4 separate regions of the Macaca mulatta genome follow, and regions 1, 2 and 3 are each linked to region 4. A link is a contact called in public Hi-C data. All regions are on one chromosome and are shown on one strand. Each heading gives the region's core, a stretch centred on a gene start, on an enhancer-like site or on the middle of the called end of the contact. The rest is flanking DNA. Distances are from core to core; before and after follow the strand shown.

The links. Hi-C and Micro-C count contacts between places; a contact is called where the count stands out from the background.
Region 1: a contact with region 4 is called in a Hi-C map of blood, with 3 times the contacts expected there. The contact joins the promoter of APOBEC3C here to the promoter of CBX7 in region 4. A contact is called at or near these places in 2 of 14 Hi-C or Micro-C datasets (blood and cortical neurons).
Region 2: a Hi-C map of fetal cortex germinal zone shows a contact between it and region 4, with 4 times the contacts expected there. The contact joins the promoter of CBX6 here to the promoter of CBX7 in region 4. A contact is called at or near these places in 6 of 14 Hi-C or Micro-C datasets (CD4 T cells, blood, cortical neurons and 3 more).
Region 3: a contact with region 4 is called in a Hi-C map of cortical neurons, with 4 times the contacts expected there. The contact joins the promoter of RPL3 here to the promoter of CBX7 in region 4. A contact is called at or near these places in 9 of 14 Hi-C or Micro-C datasets (CD4 T cells, blood, cortical neurons and 5 more).

The regions. Positions count from the first base shown.
Region 1 is chr10:12,546,159-12,549,153 of T2T-MMU8v2.0, forward strand. APOBEC3C (apolipoprotein B mRNA editing enzyme catalytic subunit 3C) reads right to left here and starts at 1,698. Exons shown (of 4, transcript NM_001114359.2): 1 at 1,574-1,698; 2 at 52-208. The coding sequence starts at 1,590. It overlaps LOC144331706 (a long non-coding RNA gene), which reads left to right. Exons shown (of 3, transcript XR_013399075.1): 3 at 852-2,995.
Region 2 is chr10:12,649,794-12,653,000 of T2T-MMU8v2.0, forward strand. It overlaps CBX6 (chromobox 6), which reads left to right and starts at 1,697. Exons shown (of 5, transcript XM_015150377.3): 1 at 1,697-1,791; 2 at 1,968-2,011; 3 at 2,164-2,229; 4 at 2,375-2,441. The coding sequence starts at 1,723.
Region 3 is chr10:12,240,132-12,243,423 of T2T-MMU8v2.0, forward strand. It overlaps RPL3 (ribosomal protein L3), which reads left to right and starts at 1,479. Exons shown (of 10, transcript NM_001193554.1): 1 at 1,479-1,500; 2 at 2,436-2,628. The coding sequence starts at 1,498. LOC114670668 (small nucleolar RNA SNORD43) reads left to right here and starts at 1,985; the gene lies at 1,985-2,048.
Region 4 is chr10:12,407,547-12,410,529 of T2T-MMU8v2.0, forward strand. It overlaps CBX7 (chromobox 7), which reads left to right and starts at 1,657. Exons shown (of 6, transcript NM_001260773.1): 1 at 1,657-1,736. The coding sequence starts at 1,668. The region is part of intron 1 of LOC144331700 (a long non-coding RNA gene); the gene reads right to left.

The sequences.
Region 1 (2,995 bases), core at 448-2,947, 140 kb after region 4:
TTCCCAGCTGCTTAGCTCCTATTTGGGGTGCAACTAAGACTTTGGTGCTACCTGGTTTCGGAAGACGCCCGTCTCCCAGGAGACAGTTGAGTGCTGCTTTATAACTTCCACGGTGAAGCACAGCCAGGTTTCGTTCCGATTGTTGGCTTCCCATAGGTTTTTAAATTGGAAGTAGAATGTGCCTGGATCCATTGCCTTCATCGGGTTTCTGAGGGCACAAGAGAGAAACCCCAATGCAGAGACCCCCCCCGCCGGAGTCCTGGGGGCTGATGCCCACTGAACACCACTCCCTAGACGGCCCTGGGCTCTGGGCCTCCCCCATCCCTCCGCAGTCCTGAGAATGTCTGCTGCTTTCCCAGGCAGGAAGACTGGGAGAGAGAAAGAGGAGGCGATGCTGGCAGGGGCAGCAGGGCTGCAGTGACCTCTCCCATCTGGAACCCCAGCTCTGGGGCTACCAATGGGACACCCTCAACCTCCCAGTTTTTCTGCCACACATCTCCCAACCCATTAGGAAAATGCAACAGACAATAAAATTCTTCACCCTGAAATAATTGCTTGAACATTTCAGCTCAGTTCCTTCCTCCCATTTCACCTGTCCGATGATGATATCACACCGAATTCCCCAGGCCAAGGCTACCTTTATTTATTTATTTTTTTTAAGATGGCATCTCGCTCTGTCCCCCAGGCTGGAGTGCAGTGGCACAATCTCGGCTCACTGCAACCTCCGGCCCCCGGGTTCAGGGATTTTCCTGCCTCAGTCTCCCAAGTAGCTGGGATTACAGGTGCCCGCCACCACGCCTGGCTAATTTTTTGTATTTTCAGTAGAGACGGGCTTTCACCATGTTAGCCAGGCTGGTCTCGAACTCCTGACCACAAGTGATCCACCCGCCTTAGCCTCCCAAAGTGCTAGGATTACAGGCATAAGCCACCGTGCCCTGGGTAAAATAAGGGTATTTGTCCTAATCATCATATTTTTTCTACATTCCATGTTACCAGGGTCATTTTAAAAGGGGAATGGTGCTCACGAAGGAGGAGCCTGTGTCTGGGGTCATATGCATCCTCCTCTGTTCACACTGGTGGCATCTTTGGAAGAAATGCCTTATTTTCTGGTACAGAGACCATTCCCTCCCCCACACCCTCTCCTAAGACTTTATATTGAAACAAAGTAAATCTTACAGAAATTTCATCAAAGTGCTGAGAACAAAATGTCGGATTGACCCAATCATCCTTTGGTTCAATTCTCCCAGTTCCAGAGCTCAGGAATGGTGGGAAGCGCACAGAGGGAGCACCCTCCCAGGGTGGGGAGCACCAGCCCGCTGGTGACTTTCTGGGGAGAGTCTCAGCAGGGGGCCTGGGCTGGTGCAGGTGGGGAAGGTGGCCCATTCAGAAGCAGCAGTGGGGCGACCACACAGCAGGGCAAGGAGCCTGGCTGGGAGTGTCGGCGGCGGGGGAGACAGAGGGGAGGGAGCCCAGAGGTGGGGCTGGGGCAGGGGGAGGCCAGGGCTGAGACCCAGCAGGACCACCAGGCAGGAAGGGGCAGGAGGGGCCTGGCAGACAGAGCGGGCAGAGGTACCTGATCTGTGGATTCATGTTCGGCCTCTTAGATACGCTTGTCCAGTCCCACTCTTTTCTGAAGTGCTGTGGCTTCTCTTCCCGTTTACAGAGTCCTTGCAGTTGGGCAGCCCTCTTTAAAGTGACCTCCCAGGGCCTTGTGAGTCATGGCCCCTCCCCGTTCCTGCTCAGGCACTGGTGTGGGAGACCCTGGGGTGCTTTACGTTTCTCTGACTCTGGCCCTCTTTCTGGTTTTCTTCTGGCCCCTCCCACTGGCAGAGGAAGCTCAGACAAAGACAGGCTGCTCTGTCTTTATCTGTCTTGGGCAGGACCCAACGGAATTGCAAAGAGAAAGAAAGAGAAAGAGAAAGGCATTGCAGCCAGAGCCTGGGAGGCGGGTCCAGACCAGGCTGAGAGAGGGGCAGGTGCCCCCTTGTCTGGTGGATGGACAGGCTGGAGCCCCCTCTCCACCGCCCCCTCCCCAGCCCTAATGTGTGCCCAGAACTTGGAGCAGCACCTCCCTGTTGAGTGAGGGAGGTTTTGAGACTCCAGTGGGGAAGGAAGTGTGGACTCCGCACAGCACAAGTGAAGGCTTAGGTGTGCCTCAAGTTCCCAGCTGTGTGCTGGGTCCATTGCATGCCTTCCCTCTTCCAACCTCCCAGCTTCCAGAAGGTGGGGCGCAGGTCAGCCCCTCAGAGGTGTGGGTGGAGGATGACCCAGGTGCTGAGGCAAGAGACTGAAGGCACAAACTGTTTCAGTATAGTAAAGAATATACTTACAATAAGAATAGTTATAATACAAATTAGATGTAGAGATCATCATGGACATTATCAATCATTAGTATAGACATTAATCATTAGCTTTTAATATTACTCTTTATTACTCTTTAATATTACACTCCTTTATTAAGAGTAATATCAATATTATTATGTAACTGGTGGGTATATGGTCAAGTGCTGAAGGGATGTTGTGAGAAATGACCGAGAATACAAGAGGTGAGCCCTCTGTCCCACCTGCGTAAGGGCCGCTTGAAGGCTCCTTGGTCAAGCGGTGACGCCCCTGCCAAGAGAGCACCCGTTACTTAGCAGACCGGGAAAGGGAGTCTCCCTTTTCTTGGAGGAGTCAGGGAACGCTCTGCTCCACCCGTTTCTTGTGGGAGGCTGGATCTTATCCAGGCCTGCCCGCAGTCATCCGGAGGCCTAACCCCTCCCTGTAGTGCTGTGCTTTAATGGTCACGCTCCTTGTCCACTTTCATGTTCCTCACGTACTCCTGGTTCCTCTTTGACGTTCTTAGAAGATAGCGGTAGAAGAAATAGTGAAAGCCTTGAAGTCTTTGATCTTTCTGATAAGTGCATAGAAGAAAACGCTGACGTACGCTGCCTTCCCTCTCTGCTTTGACTACCTGTAGGGAAGGGCCCCCTGTTCTATGATGACGTTACTTGCT
Region 2 (3,207 bases), core at 447-2,946, 240 kb after region 4:
TTTACCACAGCAGCTCACCTTGGGCTGGCCAGCAAATAGGTGTTTCCCTAGAACATACTTATTTTAAGTGAGGAGAGGGATTTCTTTCAAGGTAGTAGTTGGACAAATCTGCCGGGAGGAAAAGACTAACATTTTGATATGGTGGATTTGAAACCCAAGAATTGGCATCGTAGCACAGAAACGTAAAAATCTTTCCTAATGAGCCATTGATGTTCACAAGATACAACCCTGACTCTTCACAATCCCCATTCCTCCCAACCCCATCTCAACCCCAAGGTGGTCACTGGAAGGATGGGGAAATCTGTATTTAATGACACTGAAAGATGTCCACTTTATAGCATTAAGGGAGAAAAGCAGATTCCAGAACAGTGTGAATAGCGTGATCCCATTTTGTTAAAAAATCAAATCTACAGACAATGTGTATGTATATACATACATATACATACACAGACGTACACAGGTGTACGTAAGTTCATGTAGGCATAAAGCAGAGGCTGGAAGATTGGTGAAGATGTTAACAATGGTTTTATGGGAGTTATGGACAGTTGCTTTTTTATCTGTATTTTTAAAAATTGTTTTACAAAGAACAAGACTACTAACATAATGGGAAATAAAGTTCAAGTAATTTCAACATTTAAAAAGTGGAGCGTTTTGCGCGGCAGGGCTGTTTTTCGTGTCCATTCCCGGACAGCCCCAGCTCGATCCCCCGCCCCTCCCCAAGTAGGAAGCTGGGGTCTGGGCTCCCCAGAGCAATGGCGGAAGCTTCGCGCAGCTGCGGGCGGGGAGAGGGACGCGGCCGGGTCGGGGGGCCGGGAGGGGTGCTGGGAATCGGAAAACACAGATATGACCGCGAAGGCGGCTTCTGCCGAATAACCAGATGATGACCCGCTGTGGGCCCAAGGTGGGGTGCAGGGAGACCCGTTCCTGCCCGCGGTCCCTCTCCCTCCCTCACTGCCACACCGGACCCGCCGAGTCCTCCCCGGTCTCCCGGGCGAGGGCAGGTGTCGCCCGAGACCCCGGCCGCAGTCAGATGCCCACGGTCACCCAGGCCTTCCTCGGCCCCATTCGCTGCACACCCCTTTCCTGCGGTGGCGTTTTTGTTTTAACTCTTCTGAACTGGTTACAAAACCACACTCCCACGAATACATAAATAATGGATGGGGGGCGATGTTTTAAAGAAATTCCCGCAAGGCCTGGCAAGGCAACAGCAACTGCATTTCTGCTGCATCATTTTTAACTGTTTGCAGGCTACTGCGGGAGACGCGGGTTGGCGGAGAGACTCCGGCTCCACAGCCCTTCTCCGCCCGGGGCCTGGTGAGACTCGCGTGGGGATTAAGAGGCGAGGAGAGGGTGTCAGCGATCGGGCGCCAGCAAGATGGGGGAGGGGGTTATAAGCGTAAGGCCGCAGCGTGCCCACAAGCCGGGTACCCATCGGGTCCGCCGGCAGCTGCTCCCTCCGCCGGCGCGGCTCCTTTAAGAGCCAGCGCGCGCCCCCGCCCCGCTAGCGCCGACTTTCCCTAGCAACCGCCCCGGGAGAGGGGGAGGTCCTGGCAACCGCGCGCCTGCCGCGAGGATCACGTGACGGCCCGCAGCTGGAACGCGAGCGCGCGCCCCGCCGCGCTCCCGCCCGCCGGGGCCTGGGCGCTGCGGCGCGTGCGCGAGCGGTGCCGCACCGGCCGCGGGCGCAGGGAGTATTATGGGCTGTGGGTGCCGCTGAGCAAGATGGAGCTGTCTGCAGTGGGCGAGCGGGTCTTCGCGGCCGAATCCATCATCAAACGGCGGATCCGAAAGGTGAGCCGCCGCCCGGGGCGGGCCGCCGCTGTCCGCAGCCGGAGCCGGGGCCGGGAGCCCTCGGGGCGAAGCGGTCCCGCTAGCCCGGCTCCCTCGCCCAGCCCCGCGCCGCCGCCTCCTCGCGTCCCCGCATCCTCCCCACCCCCACCCCCGTTTTTCTCCCCTCTGTTTTTCAGGGACGCATCGAGTACCTGGTGAAATGGAAGGGGTGGGCGATCAAGTGAGTGTCGCGGGGTCCGGGGGCGTCGCGGGGGGGGAGGCAGCGGGCACCGGGGCCTGGGGTGGGGGTGCGCGCGCTTGCTCTCGCCGCGTGCCTGTCCCTCTCTGGTCTTCATGTCTTCATCCTGATTTTGAGCGTTTGTGACTCTGCAGGTACAGCACTTGGGAGCCCGAGGAGAACATCCTGGACTCGCGGCTCATTGCAGCCTTCGAGCAAAAGTGAGTTGTTGGGGAAGCTGGCAGGGGCGGCGAGGCCGAGGCTCGGCTGGGGCGCCGCGCGGGGAAGCGGGAGAGCCGGGGAGGGCATCGCGGAGTGGGGCCCGGGAAGGGGCTCTTTTTAACCTCTGGTGTTTTTCGGCCGCAGGGAGAGGGAGCGTGAGCTGTATGGGCCCAAGAAGAGAGGACCCAAACCCAAAACTTTCCTTCTGAAGGTAACCTGGCCCAGCCCCAGCAGCATCCCCTTCTCGGGCCCCCAGCCCCGGCACAGCACGGGGCCTGGAAGGGAGGGACAGATACGCGGCTGCCCAAGCGGGCGGGCCTTTCCAGAGGGGCCCCAGCTGGGCAGGGGGTGGTTGTGAGCCCCCCCAGAAGCCCCTGATGGCAAGCCTCAGCCAGCTTCACCTTCAACAAGAGGGTCCTGGGACTGGGGATAATCTTCCCTGTTGAAACCAGAGTCTGAGGGTGCCTTTAGGGCTCCAGGAAAGGGGGTGGCTGAGGAAGGTGGGGGATGCCCATGGGAAGGGGGCATTTGTTTGAGCTGTTATGACTGTGCTGGGAGTTGGAACCCAGGGGGAGAGTGAGTGGGGTCCCACCTCCTGTCAGGGCACAAGGAGAGGATTGGGGGACCACCTGCCTCCCTGCCCCCAGCTTCCTCCGTTCCCTGTCTTTCAGGATTTGTTCTTCATGGCTCCCCTCCTTTCTTGGGGATCCAACTTGAATTTGACCTCAAAATCACTTCTCTTTGAATTTATCACCCAGGCTGGGCCACTAACTTTAGGGCTCTGAGCCTTAGTTTCCCCCCACTCCCGGCCATTTCTGGAGGATGAGGATGTGGGAGTGAGAGCATAGCATATTAGCCTCTGCTAGGGAGGGAAGAACTTCCAGAGGAAGCCATCTTGGAGGATTTGGGTTTTTATTTTATTTTGACAAGAAAAAACAGAGTCTGGGAAAGGAAGGGCAAGATGGCCCTAGGTGGCA
Region 3 (3,292 bases), core at 229-2,728, 170 kb before region 4:
CTCCGCCTCCTGGGTTCAAGCGATTCTCTCGCCTCAGCCTCCCAAGTAGCTGGGATTAAAGACGCACACCATCGTGCCGGGCTAATTTTTGTATTTTTGATAGAGACGGGGTTTCGCCAGGTTGGCCAGGCTGGTTTAGAACTCCTGACCTCAGGTGATCCGCCTGCCTCAGCCTCCCAAATTGTTGGGATTATGGCCGAGAGAATGTTTTTTAAACCACGGTGGGAGCGAAGGCCAGGCCCAGAATAAAAGATGACAGGGTGGGACGGAGGAAGCAGAAGGTGATATGAGAGCGTGTGCTAGGGTTCAGCCATGAGGCTGAAGTAGACGGTTAGGAGAGCGTCTTCCGTGGCCGCTGAAGTTGATGCTTAATTCCGAGGAAACGACGAGGGATCCTTGTAAAGTAACGAGATACTTGATTCTTAGATTTGTAGGGGGCCGGGCGCGGTGGCTCACGCCTGTAATCCCAGCACTTTGGGAGGCCGAGGCGGGCGGATCACGAGGTCAGGAGTTCAAGACCAGCCTGGCCAACATGGTGAAATCCCGTCTCTACTAAAAATACAAAAAAAAAAAAAAAAAAAAAAATTTAGCCGGACGCATTCCTGTAATCCCAGCTACTCGGGAGGCTGAGGCAAGAGAATTGCTTGAACCGTGACCCCGGAAGCGGAGGTTGCAGTGAGCCGAGATCGCGCCACTGTACTCCAGCCTGCGCGACAGAGCGAGACTCCGTCTCAAAAAAAAAAAAAAAAAAAAAAAAAAAAAAGATTCGTAAGGGAGGAGCCTGTAGGCAGGGAAACGGTCAGGACCCGAGTTACCCTGGAGCCCAAGCGGAGATCAGCGAAAGTCCTTGTTGATGCAGAGGTCTGGAAGGCGTGGGGCTCAGGGAGGCTGGGCAGCTGGACTCGGCATGACCCGAGGTCGTGAGGCCGTTCCGCAGGCTTGGGACGCTCCTGAGACTCTCAGAATCAAGTGCAGGCCACTGCATTAGCATGGGAGAAATGGTAGAGACAGGGCTTGAGGGAAGGATGCCCGAGATTAAAGGTATTAAAGGCAAGTTGGTGTCGCGGCAAAACCAGCGTCGGAGCCAGGAAACAAGGGTTTCAGTCTTTCCTCGCCAATTCCAGAGATAGCTGCATATCACAGGAAGAAAAGCGACGCAGCCATTTTTCTTCATTATTATCAAATTTGGCTGCTGCCGGACGCCGTAGAGTTGTGGCACACCAAACCCTCAGCCCGCTTCTCCGTGGCTTTTCATTAAGTTTGAACCCGACCCCTCGCCGTAGAGTGTCTAATTTCGGTCCCAGAAGCTGACGTCCACCTCGGAACGAAAGTTAGGCGCGGAAGAGCATGCGTAGAAATGGCGCTCGGTACGTGCCCCCCGACCCGACGTCTGCCGCGGGGGCGCGCTCGCACGCCGGAAGGGGCGGAGCCAGATCTGACTTTATATAGCGGACACCGACAACAAGTCGACCTCTACCGGCGGGATTTGATGGCGTGATGGTATGTACTGTAATGGCGTCCGATTCATTGTCACCGGCGTCGGCACGGCTGAATCCGCGACGCATCGCCGCCATCCCAGCTTGGCCGGCGCCGGGGCTTGCTCTAGGGGCACAGGCGACCCAGCGGGGGCCTCAGTCAGGCCTATTTTCTGGAAAGTCGAGAGGCTTGTGGAGAAGAGCGCTTGGAGGACTGGCTTTGGGCCTGCAGGTCGGCCAGAGACAGGCCGTAAGGGTGGGAGCAGGCTTGGAGGCCCGGCATTTTTAAAGCCATGAGTCATTGCTGAGTTTCGATCTCACCAACTCCATCATTAGTTGGGATTAGGGCCCATAAGCAGCTTGTCTGGATAGGAGGACCTTGGGTGGGGGTTCTCGGCACCGTTCTCATTGGGAGGTAAAGAAGCTTGCGGGAGGAGAATGTTGTGGAGTCCTCTTGAAATATCTGGGACCGCTTGTGCACTCCGAAGGCCTCTGGAGCTCCCAGAAGCCACAGATGATGAACTTATTGACGGGCGGACAGAAACTGTGTGCTGATTGTCATGTTCTGATTTGGCTCTGCCGAGTTCTCTGGCCTACGTGTATCGGTGTAGTTAGTGTCCGGGCGCTAGAGGCAGCCCATAGCGTAGTATTGGCTAGTTGCTACCCAGCATTTATTTGTCCCTGGAGTGCCTTTCTTTAGTGGTCAAAACCTTGCTAATTGGCACATAAAGCTGCCTGTTGAGCAGTTTTTAGTGTCACTAAGTGTATTTTTGTGTGGTGTTAGAGAAAAAAACGGATGGCTCGTTTTCTTACAGGTTGAGAGGATTTGAAATTAGATTCAGCTTAAATTTTGTTGAATACAAAAACATTCTTGACATGTGCGAGCCTGGAGGAGATAATTATCTTTTTACTCGGTTTGCTGGGTGTCTGGTGCTGACGGTGATTTTTTCCCCCCCCCAGTCTCACAGAAAGTTCTCGGCTCCCAGACATGGGTCGCTCGGCTTCCTGCCTCGGAAGCGCAGCAGCAGGCATCGCGGGAAGGTTAAGAGCTTCCCTAAAGATGATCCGTCTAAGCCGGTCCACCTCACAGCCTTCCTGGGATACAAGGCTGGCATGACCCACATCGTGCGGGAAGTCGACAGGCCAGGATCTAGTATGTACAGGCCTCCTGAAAGTTGGGGGATAGGAGTGGAGGGGGAGGGAAACTGGAGAGATGGAGTCAAGCTGTTAGCAGAGGGCAGACTTTTTTTTTTAAGCTGGAGTTACAGGTTGTCAGAACTTCTGTGACAGCGGACAACCTCAAGACTAATATTCCAAGGCTACAGATGGCCGGCACTGTTCGCTTTAGGTGCGGGAATATTCCAAGGCTACAGATGGCCGGCACTGTTTGCTTTAGGTGCGGAGTGGGGTATTGCTTTCAGAGCATAGTAAATTTGCCAGGAGCCTTAGCAAAGAGAAGTAACACTAGTATGGGGGGTTGGAGCTGCTGAGGCTGGAATAAGAAGTGCCTCATTCATGTTTTACTTGTTCACGTGCATTTCGCCTAAAAGCTTGAATAATGGCCACTTACCTGTGTGTTTTCTACTTAGAGATGTCTAACAGCACTGGTTGCTGAGCCATGGAGACATTAACGTTAGACAATTGATATTGACTCTAAACTGAGCTCAGAGCTATTTCTGTGTCCCAGTTATATTTAGGACACTTGAATTTTCCAGATAAATAGCAAATCTTGTCTGCCTCCAGAGGTTTCTGTAGAAGAGAATTGAAGCTGGACAGGTATTTGGTTATCTAGGGTCCTGATATTTTTTAAGTTAAAG
Region 4 (2,983 bases), core at 407-2,906:
GACATTGTTATTGTTTCACACTATCAATGTCATTCATTTTTCTTTATTCCCTGTTGCATCAGAACTCTGTCTGGGATCATCGTTCTCCTGCCTGAAGTTCCCGCTTTGGAATCTCCCTCCGGAGGGTGTGCCAGTGGCAAACTCTTAAGTTTTTGTATTCGTGTTATGATTTCATCTACGTTCTGGATACATGTACCTCATACTGGCTACATAATTCTTGAAAGATAATTTCACTGAAAATGTAATTCTAAGATGATGGCATATCTCTGGCTTCCGTTGCTCTTGATGAAGTCAGGTGTGAATCTATTACTCTCTTTTTCTGTGTGCCAGAAAGAGGTGTTGGATTTTATTCTGAGGGGAATAGGAGGAAAATTTTTAAGCACAGGGTGACCCCGTCAGATCTGCATTGGAGAAGCACACTCTGGCACTAAGATCGGAGAGACGGCAGCTCCGCGAGGTCTCTGCTGTGGTCCAGAGAAAAGACGGGGCGAACTCGGGCGGTGGGTGCAGTGAGGGCAGGCAGACCCGAGTCCCCGAGGGGAGGCTGGAGCGACAGGAGTTGGGGTCAGTGCAGGAAGGAGCAGGGACGACTCCGGGCTCCCAGCGAGGAATGGAGACGCGTTAGCGAAAAAGGAAGGGGGGTGAGGAATCAAGAGTTCGTCTCGGACCTCATGCCACAAATGGCTGAGCCCCCACTACGCACCGATCGCCCAGTGCACGCGGGGCTGGGGAAGGCTGGGGCAGCGCGGCGGCAAAATCCGTCCCCTGGGGACCTCAGCTCCACGGCGGCCGCTCCTGCCGCGAACGAGGGCCCGGCCCGGGAGCTCCCGAGGCAGCGCCCGCGTCTGACCCGCGCGTCTCGGTACCGACCATCGAGGGTCGGGGGGATGGACAAATGGAAGGCGGATGGAGGGCTCGGTGGACGGACGTGGGGACACCAGGCAAACTGCGCCGCGGCCAAGGCCGGATGAGGGAGACTTCGGCCCCGCGACGTCCGGACACGGTGGGAAGCCTTTTGGGTCCTGCGTCTCCTGCAACTCGAGGGGCTGCGCCTCGGCCCGGTCTCCTCCGCTGCGAGAGATGGGCAAATGGCCTCCCCGCTCTGAGCCTCGACTTTGTCGTCGGCTCCACTGGGCCCTGCCACTTTGGCCCCTGGCAGTCGCCGGGAGGCTGTGAGGCGCCCGCCTGGGTATTAAGGATCACGTCCGCCGCGGCGCCACAGCGAGAGGGTGCTCGCGAGCCTCCGCCCCGCCCCAGCCGGGACCCCAGCCAAATAAGTCCCGCGGCCGCGCTCGCGGCTCGCGGCCCAATCGCAACCCGGAGGGGGCGGATCTCGGGGGTGGGGCTCAGGCGGGGGCGGGGCTTGGGGGCGGGGCTGACCCGCAGGGCGCGAGCTGAGCCCCGCGGCCGGGCCGCGCGCTCCCGCCCCGCCCCCTCCTTGCGCGCGCTCGCTCGCTGGCGCCGAGGAAAACGTTGCGCAGGTTCAAAAATGGAACGTCGGCGGCGTGAGGGAGCGCGAGGGGGTGTGCGCGCGTGCGCGTGCGCGTGCGCGCCCGGACGAGGGTGACGGGGACCCCGCCAGCCCTAGCATCGCGCGCCGCAGCCGCGGCCCCGCAGCTCCGCCCCCGGCCCGGCCCGGCCCCGGGCCCGCTCGCCCGCCGCCCCGCATGGAGCTGTCAGCCATCGGCGAGCAGGTGTTCGCCGTGGAGAGCATCCGGAAGAAGCGCGTGCGGAAGGTGAGGCTGCCCGGGGGCGGCTCCCAGGACCCCGGTGGGGTCCCTCCCGTTCCCAGCACCGCTCCCTCCACGCTGGGGCTGAAGGGGAAAGCGGGGCGCGGGGGCCCCGGCAGCCCTGCGCTGCTGGGCCCGTCTCCCCAGCCCGTGCCTCAGTTTCCCTGCCACCGTGTAGGGCGAGTAGAATCAAAGTTGTCGCTCTGGGATGCTAGTGCCGGCCGAGCCTGCCTGAGCTGGAGATTAGGATCGGACATAGGGATCCTGAGCTCCATCCCGCCTCACTCCCCTTTTATTATAAATATGGGGAGACTGAGGTCCAAGTTGAAAGGACTTGCCTAGCGCGTTAGCGTCAGAGCTGGGTCTTGAACTCGGGACTCTGGACGCTTGGCACCAAGTCCTTTCAAGTTGTAAGTGCAGCTTTGGAAAAGTCTCCAGCCTGTGAAGTTTTCCTGCTGGACTTTGGCCTTTTCCGATCCCGCCCCCTCTACCCCTACCCAAGCACATCCCTCTTTCCCGCCCCCACCCCCACCTCAACTCCTAGCCCAGTCCAGGGCTCTGAAGCCCGCCCCCTGCGCTAGGGCATCCCCTAGTCTCCTACCCCATCTGCCTTCTCCTTCAAAACATACACCCTGCAATTTAAGGAGGTGTCTGTTCTGCTGGTTTCAGAACCCCACACTTTGGGGCTGGACTTTGTCCCGGCCTGGTGTCTACACCTCCCGTGCACTTGTTTCCCCGCCTAAGGCTGGGGAAATCCTTGGGGAGAAGTTCCTCTCCTGGTATTCACTACTGTCCTCCCTTTGTCTCCTCCTCCCTGCAGCCCTTTGGGAGGCTCCAGGCCGACTGGGAGGGGCCTTAGGGGGGTCACCTACTCCCATTTAACAGAGACAAAAACTGAGGCCCAGGCAGAGGAAGTGACCTGCTCAAGGTCACCCAGTGAGTTAGAGAGAGAGGTAGAGCAGGAGCTCACCTGGGCTGATTGCCAGCCCATCTTCTTTCTCCATAGAGGAAACTCAGTCCTGTCATCTTGGGCCAAGGGTGAAGGTCAAGGTGGTCAGAGCATCTTTTCTTCCTCTAGCTGTACTTGGGGTTTTACTCTTCTGATTGAGGCAGCTGTTCCACCTTCTTCTCCTTTTTCCTAGGGTTTCCTCCACTTAAAAGATAATTTATTCCACAAAGCTCAGTGCTTTTCGTGCTGTGTAGCCTGAAGCAGGCACAGCACTAACCCCCTCTACGATGGAGCTCGCAGAGTA